Regions from separate parts of the Zea mays genome. Here region 1 is linked to region 2. Evidence: chromatin contacts called from public Hi-C data. All regions are on one chromosome and are shown on one strand. Each heading gives the region's core, a stretch centred on a gene start, on an enhancer-like site or on the middle of the called end of the contact. The rest is flanking DNA. Distances are from core to core; before and after follow the strand shown. Region 1 holds the start of LOC114108589. Region 2 holds the start of LOC606399 (kinesin-related protein 1).

Region 1 (3,323 bases), core at 376-2,875, 270 kb after region 2:
CATGAGATAAAATGCGCTGCTCTCGGCCAGCCGCGCGGGCGTTTTTATAGGCATACGTAGCTCGGCGCCAAGATCTGTGGCGCTGAGCTACGAGGCCGCGTCGCCCACGTCGGTGTCAGGTCAGCTCCAGCAGTTGCTGCCACGTCACAGCTCGGCGCCACAACCTATGGCGCCACAACCCATGGCGCCGAGCATAGGGTCCAAACGTGCAAATATAATTTCTGGGGGTCCAAAAGTAAATTTGTGTCAAAAAAGGGGCTAAAAAACAAAAAAATTGGGAACGTGGGATGTCCTCGGTCATGTTCGTTTCAATCAAAGACTAAAGCTTACCATTAAAAAAAGGTATGTTATCTCTCTCTCTCTCAATCTCTCTTTGAAAATGTCATGTGTTTTTTTCCAGAAAAAAGGACTAGTCCTTATCTAGTTGTGGTTGTATACTGCAACAAGCCGCGAATTGCGTTGCTTTCTGCCGTTGGCCGCTTGCTCCTGGATGGAGCACTCAACTTCGGATTTCCGGGTGCTCCACAGTAGGCTGTAGCCTGTAGCTAGCTGCGCTTCTAAGAGTCGCTATGAGCTTTGGATCATAAAGTGCAAGTGGGCGGGAGAGCGACAGGATAAGAGAGAAGGGAGAGGCTAGCTTAGCTGCTGCCTTTTATGATCCAAAGCTCATAGCGCCCATCCATCCATGCCTGCGCCCTCCCTTCGACCATGACCCGCCCATCCCATTTCATGCCCATCAAGTCCAGTCCACCACGAGAGGAAGAAAAGATAAGCATAAATCCAGAAGGCACCGAGGAATCTGCCCATTGTTCTGTGTTTTTTTTTACCGTGCTACCAAATTCTTACAAGTCAAATTGAGCGATTTACTGTTAATCTAAAAGGTGAATACACGGTGCGCTTCCATTGACCAAGCCATAACCCTGTTCCGGATCGCCAGGATCTCACTTACACGGTAGCTAGCTAGTAGCCTACTATACGATTCCCGACTCCTATATATTTATATGTATACACACACACGAATACTAGTAACATAATAATAGAACGATAGATAGACACGTCAGAATCCCGGTGGTCAACAGCAGAACCATGAAGAAGAAATAGGCGGCGTGACGCTACCGCCCGCCGGCCGCCGCAGACGACGGTGTTTCCTTTCCTCTCCTCTCTTCTCCTCCGTCGGAGTAATTTGACACTACCGCGCCGCGCTCTTCAAAAGTCCGCGTCCGTACCGCCGGAACCGTCACGAAATGAGGTCAAACCGGGGGGGCACACAGAAGAGATGGTCGACACGGACAAGGAGGTCCGTCTCTGAGTCTGAGATGCATGGCCCGGCCGCCGGACGTAAACACCGGACCTAACACACGTCAGGTCGGCACAGCACAGTCCCCAGGCAGATGCAGATGCTGATGACATGCACAGGAAAGCCTCCTCCTTCCTGCCTTCTCCGTCGTCGTCTTGACCTGGCTTTCAGTGCGGATCCTCGTCCCTTTATTACAAGCGAAGCGACGGCACCTAATCGCTTCTGCTTAAGCTTAACCCACAAGTCGCCTCGTGCCATCTCGTCGCGGCATATAAAAGTGCCATAGCCCCCACACACATATGTCTCCGCACTACTAAGCCCGTCCGGTCTAGCTAGGACTAGTAAGTAGCATACCATTACCATCCTCCGCGCGGCTAGCTCCGACTCGCTTTCATCCATACGATTGCCCGGAGCTCAAGCCCTGAGCTGAGCCGCCAGAGCGCGCGCGATCATCGCTTGAGGGAAAAGCAGAGTGGAGTGGCCGAGATGAAGGTGCAGTGCGACGTGTGCGCGGCCGAGGCGGCCGAGGTGTTCTGCTGCGCCGACGAGGCGGCGCTGTGCGACGCGTGCGACCGCCGCGTGCACCGCGCCAACAAGCTCGCCGGCAAGCACCGCCGCTTCTCGCTGCTCAGCCCGGCGCCACCGCCGCCGCCGCCGCTCTGCGACATCTGCCAGGTTCACTCGATCATCCATCCCCCGATCCCCGTGCAAAATAAATCTCTTCGGACGGGGTTCTTTCCGATTGTTCAGCCTGCGAGGTGTGCCCTGCCTGCCTCTGATCGATATGCATGCAGGACAAGCGGGGGCTCCTGTTCTGCAAGGAGGACCGCGCCATCCTGTGCCGCGACTGCGACGTGTCGGTGCACACGGCCAGCGACCTGACCATGCGCCACGCCCGGTTCCTGCTCACGGGCGTCCGCCTCTCCGCCGAGCCCGCCGCCGCGTGCCCGGCGCCGGAGGATGAGGAGGAGGAGGACGACGAGAACAGCAGCGGCAGCTTCTGCTGCAGCGCCGGCGACGCAGCCGCACATCCTCCTCCTCTTCCGTCGTCGGCGCCCGCCACCAGCCACGGGAGCGACAGCAGCAGCATCTCCGAGTACCTCACCAAGACGCTGCCCGGGTGGCACGTCGAGGACTTCCTGGTGGACGAGGCGGCCGCCGCCGCCGCGACTGACATCGGCGTCTCCGCAGCAGACGCGTCGTATCAGGTTGGTGCCGCAGTGCGCGTTTCCGTTCGACCGTTCCTGAGCCGAGCGGGCCTGAGCGCACCCATAGCATATCCCGACTCCCGAGCACGTCGGCGTCGGCATTAGTGCGCTGCTTTCAATCCAACCAGTAGCCATCCATTATGGGCGAGCTGTGTTCCCGGGTGGTCGTCCAGGCTGTGTGATGGCCGGCCATATAATATCTCCAGGAACAACATCATTTAGGGCTCGTTTGGAAGGGCTCTGGCTCCTCTGGAAACGGCTCCGGCTCCAACTCCTCCAAAAGAGTAGCTCCTTTGCAGGAGCAGATGCTTTTTGCAAATCGTTTGGTAAAAAACGGCTCCTTGTGTATGCTGTGCTCATCATTTGATTACCTAAAATCACTGCAGTGCTCTCTGTTGTCTGCAGTTCTTGTGGGAGCGGGTAGGGAGCCACAAATTAGAGGCTCCGGCTCCTTGGTCAGTTTTAGCTCCTGCTCTCGGTTGAGAGCCATTTTCGTCGACACGTTTGGGAGAGCTCCATCCGGGAGCCAGAGCCGGAGCTGTGGGGGAGCCGTCCCAAACGGCCCCTTAATATTTTAATTATGGGCGGGGCCAGGACTGTTACCATTTAGAATATATATATATAGAGCAAATCTACCGCGATCTGCTTCGTCGCCTTTTCATGAAAAAGACAGGACTGCATGCGTGATCCGATGATTAACCTGGGAGATTTCCTTCCCGCCGCATTATTTGATCGGCGGCCTGCAGGACGGCTACCCCGCGTGGATGGCGGCGCAGGAGCGACTCCTCTGCGAGGGCGGCGGAGGAGCGCGGGGCAGC
Region 2 (3,622 bases), core at 12-2,511:
TTCCTACAACTGGGTTACAGTAAAAGGGACTGAAAAATTCCTGAAATATGGTTCAGACTAGTTAAGCATACAGAAGCACAAAATAAGGATGTCTAACATCAAAAGAGGAGGGAAAGATGCACAGACCAAATGTGTATGCCGTCGGAGCGGTGGGTCGATCAGGGAACGTGCTCCGGAACATGACAGTGGTGTCATTGATGCACTCCCATTCTGCAGGCTCTCCCCTCGCAACCTCCTTCTCGCTCAGTGGCCTCAGCCTGACCAGCACCTGTATCCTGTCCATCCTGCCCACACTTGTTCCGCCGCCATTAACAGCATCAGCTCCAGCCACTTTATCCCACTGCACCGACTCATTGCCTCCAATAGCCCCCATTGGCTTAACACTAACTCCTCCCCTCCTCCTGCCTTTCCTCTCCTTTTAAACAGCCTGCCAAAATCACGACATCATAAGACACAAGTAGCAAGCAAAGCATATAAAACCCAGACGAAGAGCGACCAGAGAAGCTAGACAGCTGAAACGCACGAATCAGTCCTGTCTCCTTGAGTTTGAGTGCAGGGCAAGGCTGTGCAGGGAGCAGGCAGCAGGTGGTGGAGGAGAAGGCAAGGCATGAACTCCAGTGGACAATCAATTACAAACGTAATTAGGGCAGTGGTTAGCACGTCGATACTACTGGAGAACAACCGATTAGTCCAAATCTATCACCACCCGGAGCCCACAGCTGGTCACTGCAAATTGCAATGCTCGTAACCATCCGCCTACCCGGGAATTCCTAGTTAACAGATCTGTGTCGTGCAAAGCCAAACCAAATCCCCAAACCTAACAACCAATATGGCCACCAGGACCACATCAGTAAGCACCAGGAAACATGTCGACCTCTCTCCGGTAAACCAGAGACGCTCAAGCACTAGCAGCGTGCCAGCAAAGGGGCAGGGGTAGGCGATTACCAGGACCGGACGAAGACGGTTGCTGTCGTAGGAGAAAGGTCGACTTGTCAGCGGACGGTGCACCGGCGGCTGAGCCCGGCCGCCGCGGCCATGGTTGCAGGGCTACCTGTAGGGGGACGTGGGGGTGGGGGTGGGGGGAGGGCGAAGTCCGCTCTGATAGCGCCGCCTCACCGCCTGCGAGAGCGAGTGGCGAGTGCTGCCCACGACGATCTTGTTCGGTGACTTGGGGAGGGTCTTCTGATGACTCTGGAGTGCAGGAGACGGTGCCGATTCTTTTTCTCTTTTCTTTTGTTCCTTTTGTTTTGCCACCAGCCCCAGCAGACCGTTGCGATAGTGTTACCTTCGGCTTCGCATGTGGACGAGTAATAAATTGTTTTAGCCATTCCGCGTTCGGTGGCTGTTTTTTTTTTTGGATCGTCCTTGCTTGTTTCAAGAGCCCTCACATTTGTAAATTGAGTGTGTCCCTGTCTTATCTCTATTCTCTTTTATATTAAAGCATATGTTTTGACTGTACGTCAAATTTTTCAAAAAACTCCCTCAACTTTAGTTCAACCAACCCGCATTACTGTAAGCGACGCGGAGCTGTATCCCCGGGTGTCTGTTTCGTAGTCCATCCCCATCACAACATCTGCCTCGTTGTCTCGTAAACCCTAGCTCTGGTTCCCTACCCGTCCGCCGCCTGCGTTGCACAAAGTCACTGTCTCCAATAGCCAACACCCAGGCGCAGAGAAGAGCGCCTCTGCCGCGCCTGACACCTGGACTCTGTCACCCTCCTCTTCTGTGCCAAGAACGCCGCCGCTGGGGAGACTCACCCTCGCGTCGTCATACACGGTACGCTCGGCTACGGGCAGGCGCTCCTCCACAAGGTCGAGGAGGAGCAGGGCTGCGTCGCCGCAGGCCTAACACTACACAACATCACCAACGACTCCCACATCCCATTGTCGGTTTCGCGCGCATGCGTCCTCCACGCCACTGACACCACCCAGCCTCCAACACCGCCAAGACCCGCCGCAAGTCCCCACACCGCACGCCTAGCTTGGGGAGACGCTCATACACGACTAGGTCAAGGTGCTCCTCAAGGTCGAGGAGGAGAAGGGCTGCGCCGCCACAAACATGGTGATTGTCACCTTCCTCTGAACCAGATATTCCTTTAATATCATTGCTATGCCAAGATTCTGCATTAACATCAGAAGTTAAATGAGGCTAGAATTTAGTCTTCATTTTCACTCTGGGATCAGTCTATTCATGTCTATCTGCAACCACAGGACACAAAGCTCTACCACCAGTAACAAATGGGTCCTCGAAAGATCCTCCACTTACAATTCTACCATGACTGCGGCCAGAATTTGGAAACGGAACAATCAATCTATGATTATTTCCATGGTCAGATATAACACTTGTACAATTAGGGGATATCTCTTCCATTCTGAATTCTTTTTCTTTGTTTTTATGGATCCCTAGAGAAATCTGTTTCTGAATTATCTTAGTATATATGCCTTTTGTTTTCTTGGTTTTGAAATTCTACATTTAGTATATGTTGAGTGAGTCCAATGTTGAAATTGTATTACATTTTCCTTCATCTTCATTAGATGTTGAATTAGCTTGATTCCTTAAGTTATGTTTATCTAGGCTTTCATAGTACTACATTTGACTGCAGAACTGATGGATTAATTTGATACAACAAGATTTATTTGGTACTTGGTATAGTAGATTAAAATGGATAAAACTCATTTGTCTTCGTCTCATGATATTGTTTATTTATGGTTTTATATTGAGTTTATGACTTGGCATCACCAAGTGTGAGAGAGAATCAGTTTACCTAAATCAAACACATTTCATACCTTTTCTTTTGTTACTGTCATGTTTTGTTCTCCTTTTCCTACTTTTCTATTAATGATTGTTCCCAAACATATAAACTATGTTGTGGAATAAAAACAGGGCACATACCAAGCAGTGAGGGGGCTCTAAATATTTTTTTCTCAACGTAGCTATGAGCATGTAATTAAATAATATCCCATTCGTCATATCCCTGTTGTTGTGTCGTTTGATTTTCATTTTTCTTTCTTTCTTGGATATGCTTTTGGCTACTCTTATGAGTGCTCATCTTGTCAGGTGGGTTCTGTTGTACGCAGAGGGACCAGGTGTTGGGCACCAAAATGAGGCCGGACGGTCCGGCCCTGGGGCCGGACGGTCCGCGGTCCGAACAGTTCGCGCCTGTGGACCGGACGGTCCGCACAGACGCATAACAGATTAGGGTTTTGAGTTTCTTGCTATGTTTGTTGGCGAGAATCTCGAGATAAGCTCGGAAATTAGTTTGTAAAGGGTCCAGCCCCCTCCTCTATAAATAGAGAGGTATACGGCCGATTTGTAATCATCAATCGAATAAAAAACACTTCTATTTCACATTTATTTCCTAGGAGTAGTTCTATTCTAGTTCTAGTTTAGCCTTCCGATCCCCAAATTCTCCGCTTCTCTTCGACTCTATGTCGATTAGAGGAGTCTAGGTCGGCCTGCCCGAGCCTAGACAACTCATAGGATCTCTCCTTCCCGACGGGGTCTCTCCCGGGAGCGGGATCTAGGCGCTGCCGGCGATCTTCCGCCGCCCCTGCGCACGCGCGGACCGTCCGGCCCCAGGGCGCGGACCGCCCGGCCGTCAGGCAGGAACCCTAGCCTCGCA

Evidence for each region. A called contact is a pair of places that touch in the nucleus more often than the background predicts.
Region 1: a contact with region 2 is called in a Hi-C map of tassel, with 2.7 times the contacts expected there. The contact joins the promoter of LOC114108589 here to the promoter of LOC606399 in region 2. A contact is called at or near these places in 9 of 25 Hi-C or Micro-C datasets (bundle sheath, ear, endosperm and 3 more).

The regions. Positions count from the first base shown.
Region 1 is chr4:154,778,374-154,781,696 of Zm-B73-REFERENCE-NAM-5.0, forward strand. It overlaps LOC114108589, which reads left to right and starts at 1,626. Exons shown (of 3, transcript NM_001368233.1): 1 at 1,626-1,972; 2 at 2,092-2,505; 3 at 3,252-3,323. The coding sequence starts at 1,784.
Region 2 is chr4:154,512,891-154,516,512 of Zm-B73-REFERENCE-NAM-5.0, forward strand. LOC606399 (kinesin-related protein 1) reads right to left here and starts at 1,262. Exons shown (of 13, transcript NM_001308496.1): 1 at 946-1,262; 2 at 127-427. The coding sequence starts at 373.